Linked DNA regions of Triticum aestivum: region 1 is linked to region 2. A link is a contact called in public Hi-C data. All regions are on one chromosome and are shown on one strand. The core of a region is the stretch at or near the end of the contact, and the rest is flanking DNA. Distances in the headings are between cores, read along the strand shown.

Region 1 (5,590 bases), core at 1,251-3,750, 840 kb after region 2:
TTTGAAGCTTAAGAAAGTCGTCGTAAAAGACTAGGACCCTAGGAGGATATTGGTTGATGTGGTTCGACTTTCTCCTAGGGTCCTAGTCTTTAGTTGGATGATGCCGTTCGATCTGTTACTCACTAATGTACTATAACGTTTTAGCGTATAAACCATTTAACCTACGATTCGAAGGATTTTCATAGGATTTGTGGAGGATTTAAACCTGGGATAGGAAAATTCCTAAGGATTGATTTGCACATAGTTTTGGACGGAAATTTCTATCCACTCGAATCTCTTTGTATAACTTTTGTTTTTCTGTGGCATCATACACATATTGTTCAAATTGATGTCGTTTTCTAGTCCTATAGCATTTAAGAGAACATGACATTTTAATCATATGCTTTTTCTATTCATGTATTTTGAGAATCTTGCGAACAAAGAGGGCCCTCCAATTACGACTTCACGTGGTTTTCTAATTCTATATAGGATTTAAACAGTTACAATTTTTTTGACCTCCCAAGTCTCAACTCATCTTTTTTTAGAAACTCAGAAGTCTCTCCGCGGCTCGGTTGAATATCAGCAAAACGAAATACCTTAGGCTAGTTAGGGTTTCTCTTGCCTCCCGCCGGCGACGTCGCCGGTCTGCCCTGTCTCCGGTGGCCTTAGGGCCATGGAGGCGGAGTGGATCTCGGCCCTTGTCGGTGGGAGGGCTCCGTTTTTGGATCTTTTTTCGAGTTTTGTTAGGGTTTGTGTTCTACTCAGAAAGGCGAGACGGCGGTGACTCCCTGAAAATAGAATAAAGGTCTCCCCGCCTAGCCCCCGTTCCGGTGATGCGTCTAGCATTGTCGGTGGGCGTGTGGAGGTGTGTCTCCGGCGGATCTGTCTTTGGTGGATTTGCTCGGATCTGTTCGTCGTTCGTATATGTTCCCGTGTCTTCGGGTTAGATTCTTCTGATCTACACTCTTCGTCAGCGGTGGTTGCTGTTCTGGTGCGTTGGTTCTATGGGGCCTTAGCACGACGACTTCCCGACTGTCTACTACAACAAGGTTTGCCCGGCTCCGGCGAGGGAGGGGCGATGACAGCGGCGCGCCTTCGGCTCGTTTCAGTGCTTGTAGTCGTCGCTAGGTGGTTTACAAATCTGGATGTAATTTTTATTATTTCTAGCATTCGTTATACTATCATGATTGAAGATGAATAGATTGGAAGTTTTCTCGCAAAAAAAAGAATATCAGCAAAACATCCCCATTGATTGAAAAAAATTCACATGATTTTTGAAGGATTTTGATTTTTTCCTTCACATTCCCGTCCTTTGAGAATCTATAAATTAGAGGCCCATAAATAGGTTCATGAAGAAAAACCAAAGCTACATGCCCATAAATAGGTCCACAAGCTCAAGCAGGAGCATAGATCGATATACAGACACATTGTAGATGTTGCCTCAACTAACAATCTACTCTATCTGCATGGGCATAGTTTGCAAATCTGAGTTTGTTTTTGCGGGTTCCAAACCTGAGTTATGAGTGTAATTTTTGTATACTATTTTTGCACAACAACCGCTTCCCAATTTACCTTTCAAATTTTGTCAATGATTGGATACACCTCGAAAACATTGATACCTTCTTGTGGCATTCGAAAAATTCTGTTAAAGATTGGTGGATCAATTTATCAGATGCCAACATCCCTCATAGGAAAGTCATGGTCTGTCTCAAACAAGAGAAATGCCCGTGTCTTCCGACACAAGAGCGCTACATCCAATCCTTCTAAACTTAATTAAGGCCTTGTTTGGTTCCAAATAAGTCACCAACTTATAAGTTCAAAAGTGAAAAAAATAACTTATTTTGCCAAACAGACCCAACTTATAAGTCACCCCAACTTATAAGTCATAAGTTGCTCCACCCCAACTTAAAACTTATAAGTCACCCCTTTTTGCATGGGTCCCACCACCTTTACATAAAAAAACAAGATGGAAATGTGTGCTCAGATAACTTATAAGTCAGGTGATAACCAAACAGACGTGACTTATAAGTCACTGGTTTTAAGTCACCTGACTTATAAGTCAGGTGACTTATTGGAACCAAACAGGCCCTAAAGAGAAGGCCATGCTTTGGACCAAAGCGGGTGCTAAGAAGTTAGAAAAAATAATATTGAGATAGTAACATTTTGTAACAATAGGGTATTTTTGTAACAATAAACTTTTTAATTAATAGACGAGGCAAAGCTCACGCCTATGTTTAAAGAAAAACAATAACAGTGGCGACGATGACAATAATATTTCTCATACAAATTCAGTAGTACCAACTTGTGTTTGTCAGAACCAAGAACTTGGACAGTGAAACTGCATCCCACGCTTCGAAACGGCAAAGCGGTAGCCGATAGCGAAAAAGTTTAGCTCCCAGATGCACGCGTCCTTACACATTAGTAACGTTATTTTTAGACTTGCTGCTCTGTACGTATTTCACAAAGCGAGGAGTACTTTGTCACTTTCCTAGGGCTTTTTTTGGCTGTACTGCGAAATGTGCATCCCAACGGGGGCGGCTACAGAGCGTCGCTATCCACTCCCTCGTGATACCTGAAACCGACGACACGTACGGCTAGCTACTGTCGCGTGGCTGTCTATCACTATCAGATCAGCCGGGGCCTGACTGACACGATCCTGGCACCGGCCACCGGCGTGAGACTAAAAAGAAGCGGGGCGGGATACGGCGGACCGAGAAAGAAGCGCCAACGCCGTGTATGGCTACCACGGTCCTCGCCGTGAGGGCTTCAGCAGCTCCAGCGCCGCCTTCGTTGGGGGCTGCGCGCTTCAGCCCGGTGAGTACTCCAGCAGAGCTCCTGTGGTTGGTGGCCGTCGTGCCTTTTGGCCTCCTTCCACCCTTGTGGCGCGCTTGACCTGCTTGATAAAATGCCTTTACCAACTTGTTATGGTTATGGTGCTATGCTGGATTCTGTGACCATGGATGCGTCATGCGTCATTCCTACGGGCCAAGAGGGGTGGATGGAAGGGCGAGCGCTCCTGTCTGCTATCAGGATGTTCGATGAAATGCGTGTGCGAGCATGTGATTCTTGTGGCCCGTTCTGGCACCCGAGGGTGACGGAATACAGAGTCGGCCAAGCACCATCCTGCCTCATATTGCCTACAGATGATGCTTGCCTTTTATTTGCTCTGCATTTGGTTTAATTACTGTCATTGTCCGATGTAGTAGACATGGACACATTCAAGTGCTGATCAACTGCCTGCTTGATGCTTCTGCACGTAGGTTGCAGGACCTGCTGTCAGTCTTAGAACGCAATGTTGGATTGCTGCCAAGATGAAGCTCCACAAGGCCCTGAGGAGGCATGGATCGCAAGTTCAGAGAAAGCTGGAAATTCAAGGGGTTGGTAAAATTCCTGACTGCTTCAAGGTTGCATCGCTGACTGGAAGGATGACTCGTCGGAATGTACAACTTGCTGATGGTTGGTATTCGGAAACCACTTGCTATTTGCTACTTCAAGTATATCTATCAAAATTATGAGATTCCTGGCTTATCATTCCCACAGATTTACATGTGTGCATGCCAGTAGTTTGCTTCATGCCTTTGAAAGTTATGTTCAGTTCGCATTATTTGTGAAATATGCTAGTCCCTAGTTTTTATCATACTATCTTACTACTGTCATCACAAATTTCTCCGTGGTTATTTGCTTGCATCCAGATGCTTTCACACACACACACACACACACATTATTGCTTCCTTTTATGTAGAAACAGGAGGTGAAACAGCAAATACAAGCTCTGTTATGTCAGATAACTCGATCGATGACAAAAGTTCAATGCATTTGGGACTCAACCACTCTGAAGCTGATCATCCTGTACTAGAGGAAGACCTTGTTCTGTTTGATAATTTTGATGACCAACCTGAAAGTGTACCATCTCTTTGTATTGCTGTTATTGGAGCTACTGGCGAACTGGCAAGAAATAAAGTCTTCCCAGCACTATTTGCTCTGTATTACAGTGATTTTCTTCCTCAGGTATGAGCATAACATGTCATAACATCTGATTGCCTTCATTTTTATCCCTTTTTAGAACCATCCTTAGCAAACAAGCTTCGATTTCCAATCCCATATCTGTGATCAACCCGCTGAATGATCAATTTCTATTTAGGATTAGTTACATCTTTCCTATACATAGTTAGGCTTAGTGCTAATAGAGGTGGTGTTGTACGTGTGAATAATGATGCAGAATAATCAGATTTTCGAGTACTTTTGGGAGTTCGAATCTAGTGACTGCCTGTCAACTGTCTGTATTATCATTTCATCCTGTCACAACTTCAATGCTTTATATTGCAGAATGTTGCCATATTTGGATATTCTAGAAAGACATTAGCAGACGAGGATTTAAGATCCATGATTGAAGCCAATTTGACCTGTCGGGTAGATCACCAGTACGTTTCTTTGGTAGCAGACCTTGACTCCAAGCTTCATGCTATTAAATTTAGGAAGTTTTCATCTGATATATATTTATAATATTGTTGTGCTGCAGTGAAAACTGTGAAGAAAAGTTGAATGAATTCCTTAAAAGGACATACTATGTCGATGCAGGACATGATAACATAGATGGGATGGCCAAACTGAATTCGAAAATGGCACAGATAGAGGTGAGATTACGTCACACTTCTGAAATTCTGTTGGATCGAATTCAAGGGCTATAATTGAACCTGGGATTTGTATGTTAATTCCCAATTTCTCGTTTCAAAGGGCACTTGTGCAGCAAACAGGATATTCTACCTTGCTGTTCCCCAAGAGGCACTTCTTGATGTGGCATTGCCATTATCTGACAGTGCCCAAACTAAGCATGGCTGGAATAGGATAATTATCGAGAAACCATTTGGCTTCACTAGTTTGTCCTCACAACGGGTAACACAGTCTTTGCTGTCAAGATTTGAAGAGAGGCAAATCTACCGGTGACCATCTTGTATCCATGCAAGTTACAAGTCCTGTCACTAGTTTTTACTGCACCTTTCTTTCCCTTAAATCTTATTGCTAAACATTATATCACACAGAATTGATCATCTTTTGGGGAAGGATCTAATCGAAAATCTCACTGTCTTGAGATTTTCTAATTTGGTATTTGAACCTTTATGGAGTAGGAAGTACATACGCAATGTGCAGGTACTTTCGAAATAAGCTCATTTCACCAATGTTTTTATTTTTACATACACACTGCTAATGTGCATGCATTGTTACAGGTCGTTTTTTCTGAAGAAACATCAGCAGAAACACAAGGGAGGTCAGTTAACATGAAGGCATTTCTCTTAGGGAAAAAGAAACATTACTAAGTCATCATCGATAAAAGAATGCTAAAGCCCTTTAGGTTACATCATCATCAGGCACCATTTGTTTTGCAGTCTAAATAATATAAACTTTGGCTATGCAGGTTTTATGTAAATTAGCACAAGTTCATCCTACTGAGTAATTCTTAACAAAGGAAATTTAGTACTGCACCAGTTTTAATCCTGGTTTTATGCTGCATGATTAGCTTACAACTGGGTCTGTGACCTTCAATGTAGTCTCTAATTTACTCAGGGTTTTTAATGAAACTTTAGTCCTTTATTAGTGCTCCCATTTTACATTT
Region 2 (5,876 bases), core at 3,079-5,578:
CACCTATTAAATATAAGAATCAGTGCAATTAATACAGAACAGGTCCTTCCAGACAACTGTACAAACTCTTGTCGGTTTAATCATGGAGCGAACAGCCTCTCTAGTTCCTTCACATTTATTTATAACCTGATCTAAGAGCATAGGATGCATAACTTGAGTCAAGCTAAAACCAAGTGCGAGTCACGATAAGTTGCATAAAATATATTTGCATCTGATCAATTTGTTTCTTCGCAAGCATGTTGGTCAAGGAGGGAAAAAAAAGGTTTCATCCTTGCAGAAGAAAACTCACATGAACATCAAGAAGGTTAACAGCATTGCCCATGGCGTCAGTTTCACATGGAAGGTCAGGAAAACATCTTCTCTCTCCATCTACAACAAATCTATAACGATAAACTCCAGAAGGAAGGATCAACAGAAGAGAATGATCTTTTCCAGATTTCTGCATTGGTTTCCTGCGATGCACGTATGAACATCAGAATAAAAATTCCTGCATTCCAGAGTTACAGTTTTACTGATGAGGTCTTGCATTGAACACATACACGGTGTATTTCCATAAATTTTATTATTATCAGTCAAACCAACGAATGGCCAGTGGGTCCGTAATCAAGGATATAGTGTGATTAACGGACGCTGCTTCAGCACCGTAAAGGCACCTGCCTTTGGATCCCTGACATGTGGGCCAGCCACCTGTTGGGCTCACATGTCATAGGCACCAAGGCAGGTGCCTTAAGGCACCAAAGCGCAGTCCATGATTAACAGATCGTAAAAAAATGTATATCTGTTCATCATATGTGCAGTAGTTCCGGTTTTGCGTTAATCAGTTACCTTGATTTCCAGTTATCCCAGGATCCTTCAACAGATACATTCTTTCCTCCGAGAGTCCAAACAACCAAAGCAGGTATTTCCTTTTGAGGAGGGCCATCAAATTCTTCTTCTTGTTCATTCATCAGTATTTCATTGAACACTGGAGTTACATCAGCAGGTCTTTGCAATGGAGGTACAGGTGTCTGCAAAATTGTAGTAATCAATACAAAGAATGTTCTTGCTTCACACATTAAAGATACTAATCCTCTCTGAACAAACATATGACACAAAAGGATGCAAACATTTATATCAGATTGATGAAAATATTTTATCCTAAAAAAAGATAGATGAAAACGTTTGGAGTAGGGTAACACAGATAAGTAGAGATTATAAATGACAGATAACAAAACCCATCTTAGTCATTTAGCAAATCCCAGGATAAGATAATACTGATTACCATTAAGTTTTGAGACTCTATTGATATGCTTTATATACTAGTTAAGTAGTTACTGGCAACTGAAAGAAATACCTTACATCAGAAATGCTTGGTTTTCTTACCAAATGGCTCAGAATACACATATACACAATAAAGACATCAATATTTAGCCTATGCGCAATAAAGACATCAACACTTACAAGATTTAGTAGTATCAGAATCAACTAAGTACTTGTATTTGTGTTAATATAACACTACTACGATGTATTGATCTAGCAAACCATGATCTAATATCTAGTCTCTGGCCTTCTATCATTTCGAAGTGCAAAACTAAGAAAGATTTTAGTCAATAGTCTCAGAAATCATATTGTAAACCATTAAGACTGGATCTTTTATATCACAACCCCGGACAATATAAATTGCCCAATATCTGTATCTGCCCTATACTTCAAAGTGCATAACTAAGAAAAGTTGTAGTCAGTAGTCGCAGTAATCCGTATTGTTAACCATGAAGAACAGATCTTTTAGATCAGTCACAGCATGACTACCAAAACCTAATATAGCTATTGTTGCGAACCTTGATTCACCACATGTCTACAACTTTTCTTAGTTATGCACTTTGAAGACTAGACCTTGATTCACCAAAACTAGCAAAGCTATTCCAAGGTTGGGATAGCTATTGTTGCGAACCTTGATTCACCCACAGCATGAAGACTAGACCTTGATTCACCAAAACTAGCAAAGCTATTCCAATATCTACGCGTTCTCTCTCCTAGATATAGCTATTGTTGCGAACCTTGATTCACCACGGGGTAACTACTGTGCTGTAGCCAGACGAGCATGGCTGTGACGGACTGGGTAGACATAGGTTTAAATGAGAGAATAACTTGAGGGTAGATTGATTGTTCTTGCCTGACTCCTTATATATCGTCTATTTTGCCTCTGGACCTTTTCTAATACGATTGGACTCCTTAGTCCCGAACTGCTATAGAAACTATGTATTGGCAACAACCTAAGAGATCCACACTTAGTCTTAATGCATAAAACATCCATTGTTTTGGTGTGTCTAAGGTTGTATCTAGGAGAGAACACACTTAGTCTTAATGCATATGTTGTATCTAACCTTGTTTTATAGCAATAAATGAATACACAAATATTTGACGTTCTGCATATTTCACTAGAATAAAATATTCCCTGTCATGTTTTATCCCTATGCTTATAATGCTTGCAGTTCGTCTAGATGCAACAGAATTTTCTCATTTCCATCTGTGCACCTACTGTGATTCATATGGTTCTACCAAGTAAAGGGAAAAATGATTTGGGTGCATGTTCAAGGTAAGAAAGGGCAAAAGGGTATTAACATGCAAATACACTGAAAACAGAAAAATGATAACATCATATTGTGCCATTCCGAAGCTAAGCAGGATAGTCATGCTGTAAGCCTCGATACACTCGTTTCATGGATTTGGATGTGTCCGCTTTACTAGTGACATCAACGGGAAAACTGATAAATTGAGCAGAGGCTGTGGCAACTACTAATTGCATATATTTAGTTGCTTCAATTATTTTCAGTTTAATCAATCCTTATGGCCATTACCCAAGAGAATGGAAAAAATCCTCACGCATTGTTACATCATATAGAATACTTGATGTCAATGCACCAGAAGAGATCTACATTCTGCAGACAGTGATAGCATAATCCCAGGATTGTAGCAGAAGGGTTGGTTCAGAAGTAATAGACAGTATGACACTGAGAAAAAAAATGAGAAGGTGACTGACATACCAATCCAATCTTCAGCCATAATAATAGAAAAATATATACATCAGGTCGCCGGCTCTAATTGAACAAATCAATCCTGTATTTTTCCTTTGAATGCTTAGGCACGACTTGAAGCACGACTGACTGTATATCGAGTATTAATTTCATTTTGAAAAGCATCTAAATTCATGGTCTGAAAACCAGTATCAGTGTCGATATGAACCAGAGCCCTAACAGAAAGCCTATAAATTCCTTGGACAGCCCAAACGGAGACATCATTCTCATGACTAACTTACACATCACCATTACAGTACCTAAAGTAACTATTGGGCAAGGGGCAAACGAAAATTTTAGAACTAACCAATCTGCTTCATGTAAAGTTTTAATCAGAACAGCAAAACCCATAAAAAGTCTGTACAATCAAACGACCATTCAACAGTTTGCACATAAAAGAACCACCCTATTTACTGTCCAAGTAGCATACTAGCTTATTCTGAAACGGTTTGCTGCTTAGGAGAAAACAATCAAGCTCGCACAAGCGACTGCCAAAGTGAAACTAGGCAAGATAAACACAACTGGTGTCTTCCTGCATTGTCATTACAATCAGTAATACTAAGATGAAGTAGCAGCAAGTAGGCTTGCGCTCCTTTGCTCTATTCTCGCGCAGGGATCAAACAGTTTATCCACAGCAAGGGCAGCATTAGCTAAAAGTGAATTTGGAGGATACCGAGCCATTTCCAGATCGCGACCACTCCTCACCTTGGGACCCTAGGCCAACCAACCAACCAACCAACGAAATCAGTGGAACCTCCACATCTGGAGATCACATACAAGCACCAGCAGGGGGGAAACTAGGCATCCGAACCGAACCAAACTGTGTAGCAGTAGAGCGAGCAAGGAAATGGAGAAGAGGGTGCGGGATCTGGTGATCTGACCTGGGGCACGAACATCCGCGGCGAGAGGGAGCGGCCGGGGCTCCCGGGCGGCGATCCGGGCCCGCCGCTGGCCCCCACGACGCCCACCGAGCACGCACGGCGCACGTGGTTGGCGCCTCCGCCGTAGGGAGGGAAGCCGCGGGCCGAGGAGTCGTCGCCTCCGTCCTCAACGTCGACGTCGGCGGCGTCGGCCTCCCCGGGCGCGGCGGCGTCCTCCTCCCTGCCGCTGGCGTTGCCCATGGCCTCCCTCCTCCTCCTCCTCCTCCTCCTCCCCCCGCCCCCGCGGCGGCGAAATCACGGAAGTGCCACTCACTGCGTTGTGGCGCTGCTGTTGCGCGAGGGGGCAAGGAAGACGAGCGAGAGAGAGAGGGGAAGGAAAGGGAGAGGGATGGCTGCTGGCTGCGCCCGTTTGGTCGCGTAATTAAGCGCGTGCCGCTGCCTGCCCCTTGCCCGGGAAGCGTGGCGGCACCCGTGCACCCGGCGCTCGTGGGTTGCACCGTCACCGTCGCGTCGGCCCCACGTGGCCCGCCCGCCGGTCGGTGCAGGAGGGTGTAGCGCACGGAGGTTCGTGTTTGGTGATATGTACGTGACGTGGAGCGGGGCCCGGCCCTGGTCACGGTGCGCACGTTCGGACGGACGTTGGGTGAGGGAGAGAGAGGAGCCTGAACCTGCTGGGTCGGGCGCCGGCTCCGGGGACCCGAAATCCGGCATCCGTCGCTGCGATCTCATTGGCGTGTTGTCTCGCGAATCCTTTGCGTTGAAGAATGAGAATCGTGAAAGGGATGGATTCGTGTTGAGGAACATGGTAGGTGAAGGATTGGCCTTGTGGCGGTTGCCGTCGCGAGTATCACCCATATTCCAGTGTTTGTCGTGCCACTGCAGGAAATTTGGCAACACTGTCGTCGTTCATTTTATGTAGGCTGCGCCTCATCTAAGAGCTTGGATTAAGATTTTCGTCGAGACTACGTACGAAGTTGACGGGAAATGAAAGCGGGTCCACCACGTTTCTCTCTCTAAGGGGCGACCGAGAGGCGATCGCTAGGCGATCGGGAGGCGGCGCCTAGGGTTAGGGTTTGAACATAGGGTGGTGGTCATCTCCGGGCAGCGGGATCGCGGCGACGGCGTTGTGATCTCGGCTGGCTACGGCGCGGGTTTTCCTTCTCGAAGGCGAGGCAATGGCGTCTGCATCGAGCAAGGGAGGGGGTGTTCCCTCACAGGCGGCGACTCCGACGAAAAAGGATGTGGCGCTGGCGACAGGGCAGAACGCATCCGCGAAGAGGGGATCTCCAGGATCCCCGGCTGATGGCAAGGTGTCGGAGGAGGCCGCGACCCTGTCAGCGAAGATGGGAGGACTAGCGCTGACTGAAAAGGAGGCGGCTGGTTTCGTGTTCGACGAGCCGGGGCCAAGGAAGAAGCAGGACGTGAAGTGGGCGGTCGTGGGGAAATCGTTTTCGCCGCGTCCCTTGAACAGATATGCTTTTGAAAGAGCGATGCAGAGGGCATGGGGACTCCATCGAGAAGCCCAGTTTAAGGATTTGGGCGGCAATATCTTCATGATCAAGTTTGGAAGTGAGGGTGACTGAAAGCATGCCCTGAATAATGGCCCATGGCAGTTCGACTTCAACGTAGTGGTGTTGAAGGACTATGATGGTGTGACCAGGCCGTCTGAGATGATTTTCAACACAATTGACGTCTGGGTAAGGGTAGGTGATCTACCTTTGGACAAAAGAACCAAGGAGTTTGGAGAGGCTCTAGGAAATTGGCTGGGTAAAGTAGTTAAAGTGGATGTTGGGGAAGATGGGCTGGCTAGAGGAACGGAGCTCAGGGTGAGGACCAAAATTGCAGTGCAGGATCCGTTGGTTCGCGGCTTCTACCTGAAGAAGAAACCGGATGATGAAGAGAAAACGTGGTTTGATTTTGCTTATGAGAAGGTTCCTCATTT

What was found. A called contact is a pair of places that touch in the nucleus more often than the background predicts.
Region 1: a Hi-C map of leaf shows a contact between it and region 2, with 4 times the contacts expected there. The contact joins the promoter of LOC123085711 here to the promoter of LOC123085713 in region 2. A contact is called at or near these places in 2 of 5 Hi-C or Micro-C datasets (both in leaf).

The regions. Positions count from the first base shown.
Region 1 is chr4A:162,114,346-162,119,935 of IWGSC CS RefSeq v2.1, reverse strand. LOC123085711 (inactive glucose-6-phosphate 1-dehydrogenase 4, chloroplastic) reads left to right here and starts at 2,500. Exons shown (of 12, transcript XM_044507400.1): 1 at 2,500-2,793; 2 at 3,240-3,435; 3 at 3,722-3,987; 4 at 4,306-4,400; 5 at 4,499-4,613; 6 at 4,714-4,919; 7 at 5,019-5,127; 8 at 5,205-5,245. The coding sequence starts at 2,716.
Region 2 is chr4A:162,959,075-162,964,950 of IWGSC CS RefSeq v2.1, reverse strand. LOC123085713 (SNF1-related protein kinase regulatory subunit beta-1) reads right to left here and starts at 4,328. Exons shown (of 4, transcript XM_044507406.1): 1 at 3,935-4,328; 2 at 826-1,007; 3 at 290-452. The coding sequence starts at 4,174.